Regions from separate parts of the Danio rerio genome. Here region 1 is linked to region 2. A link is a contact called in public HiCAR-type data. All regions are on one chromosome and are shown on one strand. Each heading gives the region's core, a stretch centred on a gene start, on an enhancer-like site or on the middle of the called end of the contact. The rest is flanking DNA. Distances are from core to core; before and after follow the strand shown. Region 1 overlaps yes1 (YES proto-oncogene 1, Src family tyrosine kinase). Region 2 holds the start of yes1 (YES proto-oncogene 1, Src family tyrosine kinase).

Evidence for each region. HiCAR-type assays count read pairs that join an accessible place to other places.
Region 1: a contact with region 2 is called in a HiCAR-type map of caudal fin, with 4 times the contacts expected there. The contact joins the enhancer-like site here to the promoter of yes1 in region 2. A contact is called at or near these places in 5 of 18 Hi-C or Micro-C datasets (caudal fin, embryo, fibroblasts and 1 more) and 1 of 4 datasets of contacts at active chromatin or transcription factors (caudal fin).

The regions. Positions count from the first base shown.
Region 1 is chr2:34,310,818-34,314,878 of GRCz12tu, forward strand. yes1 (YES proto-oncogene 1, Src family tyrosine kinase) reads left to right here. Exons shown (of 12, transcript NM_001013270.3): 7 at 57-212; 8 at 3,290-3,469. Among named protein-coding and RNA genes, the nearest start is that of clul1, 30 kb to the right of the region's middle. Within about 2 kb of position 1,609, at least 4 of the 62 cell types and tissues checked have an H3K27ac peak or open chromatin away from gene starts, as enhancers often do. A contact at or near this core is called in caudal fin, where this site is marked.
Region 2 is chr2:34,272,798-34,276,323 of GRCz12tu, forward strand. It overlaps yes1 (YES proto-oncogene 1, Src family tyrosine kinase), which reads left to right and starts at 1,438. Exons shown (of 12, transcript NM_001013270.3): 1 at 1,438-1,801.

The DNA.
Region 1 (4,061 bases), core at 359-2,858, 38 kb after region 2:
TTTACCTAGTTTTATGAGAGCTCACTCTGACATCACTGTGTTGTGTGTGTTTGTAGAGCATGCAGATGGGCTGTGTTATCGACTCACTACAGTGTGTCCGACGGTGAAGCCCCAAACTCAGGGTCTGGCTAAAGATGCATGGGAAATACCTCGAGAGTCACTGCGTCTGGAGCTTAAGCTGGGTCAGGGCTGCTTCGGAGAGGTTTGGATGGGTAAGACATGCAAATACAGCTAGAGAGCTCACATTTTAACTAACATTTTGGTGTTAATAGATGCATCTTAATGTTTTGGGAGATTTGTTTACTAATGATAAATAAAAGTGCCAACTAAGATCTTCCCCTTAGATGAATTACCCTTAGATTGATTAAACTTCAACACTTTTAGAGTGGTGATCTCTTTCTTTTTTTCAGGTTAAGTGAGGTTTGATAATTGAACATTGTTTTTTTGTGCTGGTATCTTGGCTGTTTTAGGCTACTCATGGATAAATATGGCACTATAATATGGAACCAAAAGGTTATGGCAGGTTCTTCTCATTGAGTGATTCACAGAATCATTTATTAAAGTGATTTTTTTTATGCAAGTCACTGGCTGTTTCTCAATTCCATGAATGCAGAGAACAAACTTGCATTCTCAAGGAGACTGTTCTTGCCAGGTTACCTCGGAAGAACGATTTCGGGAGACAGTGAGAACACATCGCTTCCTCTAAGAAATGAGATGCTGCGTTTTTCCTGATGGTCACATGACCTTCATGCATTTTAAAGGAAAATTATTTAAACATTACAGCATTAATACAATGATTTGTTTTTTCCCTTTTAAATATATATAACATGCACAAAACCTTACAAATGTATTTTGCACAATACAAATAAAACCGGTTTTAATATAAAATTTAGCTAATATACATCCTTAATTTGTTTATAACTTTATTAAGAGTTTCATGGTAATGTTTACTTTCACTGTGTCATTTGAGAAAACTTCTGAGATAAATAAATTATATTTCGGAACTTTAATAATAAACATGTATAGAATTCTGTGCTTCCCACCTTCTTTATTCAGGATCAGCTGCAATGACTTCTGGGACTTCTCGGGGGAGTTTTGTGTTCAAGTCAGTGCATCCTCGATATTAAGAAGATATGCGGGAACTCTCACGCATCCTCTGTTCTTGCGGTCTTGGGTTTTAGAACTGAACTTTGGCAGCTGATGTTGGCATTACATGAGAACATAAAGACACAAAACCGGTGAAGAAAGCATATTAAGAAACAACCACCGTCTTCATGAATGAGTGATAGAATTACTGACTTGCTCTGTTTGTTTAAAAACAGGTTCATTCAGGATTAAAACACCACAGTGGTAGTGTTTGGTAGTTGTTCTGCTCTTACTTTGTTTGGGTTTTAAAAAAAACTCATATACAATATGTAAACCCGCTCAGTTTTAACTTCCAGTTTGTTAAACTGCGGAATAAAATCAAAACAACATATGCGATGATGCTCGCTGATATTGGAGAAAACCACACTTTGTGCATGTAATGACTTTTGTATTACCAACACAATCTCACTGCGATTCGAATCACTGATTGATTTAGTGGCTAATTTGTGTGAATATTTACGACCTCATTCGTATAATTTAGTACGATTTGCTCATCTCCAGTGACGGTTGGTTTGTGTTGGGTGTGGCGGCATGCCTCATTTTTAAAATGTGAATTAGCCAGTAAACTGACAAAGCAAAAAATAGTTACTTTCCTTTGTGAGATCAGGCTGGTATTACATGTCTTAACATATTACAAAAAGCAAAACCAATACACTACTTTTTGCTTTCATAACTCATATTATAGTGCCATTTTTATAGACTTCATCATACAGTCAATCCTTTCAAGATGTGTTTGTGTGTTTGTCAGCTCACACATTATTAGAGCCGCAATTACCATAATTATTGTATTCCATAAATATCACACACCCTAATTTCAGTTAATAATTTACAACTATTATTTAGCCAAAGTGCTTTATACATTGTCAGTTCACCAATATTTACACCTGCACAGACTTATAAACATTATAAAGTGTTAGGAGTGACTACAGCATTTAAATACTGAAGTGAATCCCTAAATTACACCATACTGAAACCACAGCAATTATCTGGCATCTCAAGCCTTTGGTATCTGATATTTTTTAACAAAAGTAATATTACATAAACCAAATATTCATTTTGATTTGTAGTTTTAACCAATTTATTGTCAACAGAAGCGTTATACTGTGTTAATGTTTAAGGTTTTACACAGTGTGCTCTTGAAGTGTTGCCATGTCCACTTATTATAAATGTCTTTGGGCTTACTGTTTAGGATACTCACATAAACAGAGTTGATGGAGTTTTGAAAGCAGGAAGGTGCAAGTTATGATACTTTGGTCTTGTCTTCAGAAGAAATCTTTTGTACCTAATTAAGTTTATTATTGTACTGTATTTTTCAAGCAATACCTGGCAACACAAACAAGTCAGGTCTAGTACCTCTTTTTCTGGGACTTTCTTGTATTGTGTGCATGCAAATGGGACACTCTGCTCTAATAAGTGTTTAAATGTAAGTAACAGTTCGTTGTTATGTGCCATACATACTGCATAGTTTCTTTCAGTGTGTTTGTCACAATGCGTTTGTCAGGAGTTAATTCAGTTACTGAATGCGGCTGTCACTCACATAAAATGCTGAACTATACAAACAGACTTGCGCATTAAACTTCAGATTCATTCAAAATTTTCTACATGGCAAAAATACAGCAGAGTTTATATACTAGAGTGAAGTGTAAAAGGGTGTTATTAGGTATTTGTCTGTCATCATCTCTAGTAAACTCGTCCTGCTGCAAGCTCCGGCATGTCACCTCATATCAGCAATGTGAGGAATTTCTCTTATTGTTTGTGTATGTTTGTTTCAACATGCACAATAGCTTCCACATAACCATTCTCTCATGAATTGGCAGTCTGTGCCATGGCTGTTTAAACGGTATTCTCAAAAACAAGGTGTGTGTGTGTGTGTGTGTGTGTGTGTGTGTGTGTGTGTGTGTGTGTGTGTGTGTGTGTGTGTGTGTGTGTGTGTGTGTGTGTGTGTGTGTGTGTGTGTGTGTGTGTGTGTGTGTGTGTGTGTGTGTGTGTGTGTGAGAGAGACTGTATTTGTAAGAGTGTGTGTGTGTGTTTTCCTCAGCCACATTTCTTTATCGTTAGGTTTTTAAATCAAATCATTCCTGATACTTTCGATTTACCAAAGTGCTGCATTTATTTAGGGTTAATTTCTTTTCCCTTTTTCTAGGCACTTGGAATGGCACGACTAAGGTAGCTATTAAGACCCTGAAGCCGGGCACCATGTCTCCCGAAGCCTTCCTGCAGGAGGCCCAGATCATGAAGAAGCTCCGGCATGATAAGCTCGTTCCGCTGTATGCTGTTGTGTCTGAAGAGCCAATTTACATTGTCACTGAATACATGGGCAAAGGTAGCTGACACTCTCTTTCTTTACTTTCTTCATGTGTGTTTATTTATCAGTTCAAGCAATGACACAGCAGCAACTTAATAATATGCAATAGTAATTTGACAAATTGATTTGAAACAGATGAAGTTTGAAACAGATGGCATAGATAGATAACTACATATAGGTTAGCATGTTTCTAGTTTGGATTGGCATGTTTCTTGCTAAGTGGTTTATGGGGTGTTCTTAGTAGTTGCTATAGTGCTGCTAAGTGGTTGCTAGAGTGTTCTAAATGGTTGCTAAGGCCTTGCTAGGGTGTTCTGAGGTGTTGCTAAGATTGTGCCAGGGTGTTCTATGTGGTTGCTAGGCTGTTGCTAAGGCATTGCTGTGGTGTTTTGACTGGTTGTTTAGACGTTGCTAGGCGGTTGCTAGGGTGTTCTGAGTAGTTGCTAGGCAGTTGCTTACATAAATTAGCATGGTTCTAGTATGAATTAGCATGTTGCTAGCATGTTTCTAGCATAAATTAGCATGTTGTTAGCATAGTTCTAATAATAATTAGCATGTTGCTAGCATGTTTCTAGTATGAACTAGCATGTTATTAGCATGAATTTAGTATGAG
Region 2 (3,526 bases), core at 188-2,687:
TTTAAATTTCGAATAAATATTTAACAATTTATAAAAAATTTTTAATTTAATAAATGTCGCCTTGATGAACAGAATAATTTTCTTTAAAAAAAAAAAATAGAAAAAAAAGGACCCAACACTTTTGACCGGTTGTGTGTGTAAATTTATATATATATATATATATATATATATATATATATATATATATATATATATATATATATATATAATATTATTATTATTTTTATTTATTTATTTATTTATTTATTACTTATCTCCTCAACATCCAAAATAGTTCACAAAAGACATTTACATGGCAATTGTATATTGTTACTGTTTAAGCTAAACAATATTTTTAAACATTTTTGAAGGGTGGAGGGGCAGGGGCGAATCAATAAATAATGAGCAATTTACTGCCGATGTGTGAATCATTTGTAATCAGTTAATGCTTTCAAGGGCGATACGGTGGTTAAGTGGTTAGCACTGTCACCTCAAAGCAGGAAGATTGCTGATTTGAGTCCCGACTGGGCCAGTTAGGATTTCTGTGTGGAGTTTGCACATTCTCACTGTGTTTGCATGGGTTTCCTCCAGGTGTTCCGGTTTCATGCGCTACAGGTGAATTGGGTAAACAAAATTAGCCATATTGTGTGTGAATGTGAGTGTGTATGGTTTTTTCCTAGTATTAGGTTGCGGCTGGAAGGGCATCTGCTGTGTAAAACATAAGCCGGAATAGTTGACGGTTCATTCCGCTGTAGCAACCTAAGAAATGGAAAATAAGCCAAAGGAAAATAATTGAATAATGCCTAAAAGTAGCTGTATCAGATGAATTTTAAATTTTAATAAAAATACTATATTTTTGGAATCAGATTATTTAATCCAGATAATAAGTTATATCTATAGCTTAAATGTAGACATTTTATATTTGTACATTATATATGTACATTGCATATACATTCAAAGTTTCATTTGCTAAACTAAAGTTAAAATTGGGTTAAATTGTTGCTTTGTCATTCAGCCAGCATAACAGATGGCCTACATTTCCCAGCCAAAACGGTATTTATTAAAATGTTTAACTTAATAAGAGATCATACTACTTTTTATATTAAATGTTTAATTGTTAATAACTAGAAGGGACATAGACAAAGCTTTTGAAAAAAAAAATAGCAACAAAAAATCAATGCTAGAAAGCTGCGATGTTTGCAGGCAACAGGCAGGGAGCGCCATAAGACTGCACTAAACACTATTCGCCATGAGCTGGCTAGTGTTATTGCATATATTGCCATAATACAAAGACAAACTACGGCGGTATTATATTTAAAAATACCACCGTCTTAACGTCTGCCCTAATCTTGTGAAGTGATAAACTGTGATTTCTCTCAGTTCACCGCTCCCCGCGGCGGCCATATTGTGGGATGCGTTGCTGCAAGTTAAACCGATTCCAAGCAGAGGGAGGGGGAAACATCTGCGGGAGTCCATCCACTATTCCTAGAGCTCTTTTGTCATGTAGCATAGCCACACAATCTCTACCGGTTCAAAGGTTTTTGTTTGCCTGGATTGCTCACTGTTACTCTTTTCCTTTTACTGCAATAGAAGAACAAGCCCAAGTAACGTGACTGGATTTATAATATATCACGGATTTCCCCTCACAGCATTTATTTATCACGTCTCGTGAGGTGTTAGATGGCAACGGAATGGGACAGGCTGTGATTTTCAAGTTGAACATAACAATACCATTGTGAGTGAAACACCGAAACGTTGACCGAGGACGAAGCTGTCGGAAGGCGTATGTAACCGCAAGAAAGGGAAAACGGTTCGGCAAAAGGTAAGAAGAAAACAGATTCGGGTCCTTTTCTGAAACTCTGGTCAAGTGGCCTAGTCTCTTCTCGCCTTTGATTTAGTGTGAAACGAATGTGGTAGTGCTCGAAAACAACACTGACTGCTTCGTTCGCTGTTTTTCTCCCAAAACTCTACACAAATCTCTGCGGCAGGGGCTTTCTTACTTACAAAACTAGTTGAATTTACGAAAGAAGTTTAGTAGCCGTCGGACTATACAGCTTGCTTCGACACTGATCGAGAATGAAACGTGGCTCCTCAAAGTTCCCACCTGAGTTGTACATTTCCGAGGAATCACTGTCCCGTTTGAGATTATTTGGACGGTCGTGAACTCTATCACTTCACAAGTCATCGTTACTCACACTTCTGTGTATATTTATGAGGATTTTGTGGACAAATATCCCCATTGCAGGCCTGTAGTGTTACACAAGACGCCAGAGGGAAACCAGGGCGATTCATATATATGAGCGGTGTTTGTGAGAACGACTGATATATCGTAACGTTAAATTTTCACTGTAACATTTTGCGACTCAGTTGGTACAATTCCGCTTTTAAGGACTTTCGAGTAGGACTCGTGATAAGTTGTGCAATCTTAACAATAGCTCTTCTTCTCCAGGACTTGCACTGTTTACTGTCCTCTCCAGATTGCACTCGTAACATCCGGGGGTTCCACTGCATTTTCGGTTGTTTACATTGAATAATTGATGAAAGTATGTCATAACAAAGCCGAGTTGATGCATGCGCAAGCGCGAAAATAATCCTCCTCCAATAATCCTTCTGTGAGTACAACCTCTGCCCCACTGGCTGTTGCTGACTTGACTGGTGAAGGGAAATGATGCCATCTCCAGCTCTGATCTGCTTCCGTTTGATCCTGTCTTCTGTACACGTTACCTCCACTAGTTATTCAAGCTGTGCCCTCTGTCACAATGCCAAGGACCACAAACATGTGAAGATCATATTAATAGATATTTATCAATAGGAAACATGAACATTTAAAGTTGAGAGTGAGTGGCAATTTATCAGTGTACATTTACACTCTACTCAACATTTTACATTTAGTAATACATCATTTAAAAAAACAGGTGTTTTTATTAACTGCTTAATGCACTATGAACTAACAATTGTAGTTTTGATAATGTAACAAAATATAACAAATGTGGAAAAAGATTACACTGTATTGTTCAGTGCTTTTTCATTCATTCATTCATTTTCTTTTTGGCTTAGTCCTTTTATTAATCAGCTGATGCCCTTCCAGCTGCAACCCAACACTGGGAAACACCCATGCACTCTTGCATTCACACACATACACTACGGCTAATTTAGCTTATTAAATTCACCTATAGCGCGTATATTTGGACTGAGGAAACCCACGCGAACATGGGTAGAGCATGCAAACTCGATGCTGAAATGCCACTGAGATGCACCAGCGACCTTCTTGCTGTGAGGCGATCTTGCTACACACTGCTCCCCCTCAGTGCTTTTTATTTTATTTCAGTTTTGACATGAATGTTTCAAAAATCCCCTATGCTCACAAAGTGTGCATTTATTTGATACGAGGTACAGTAAAATGGTACTGTTTTAAAATTGTGAATTACTAGTGTAGTTTCTACATTAATACAATTTCACATTTTATTAGATTTTATTCTTTAAAGTTGTGATGACAGCGCAGATTTTACCAGTCCTTACTCTAGTCTTCTGTGACAGATCTTTCCAA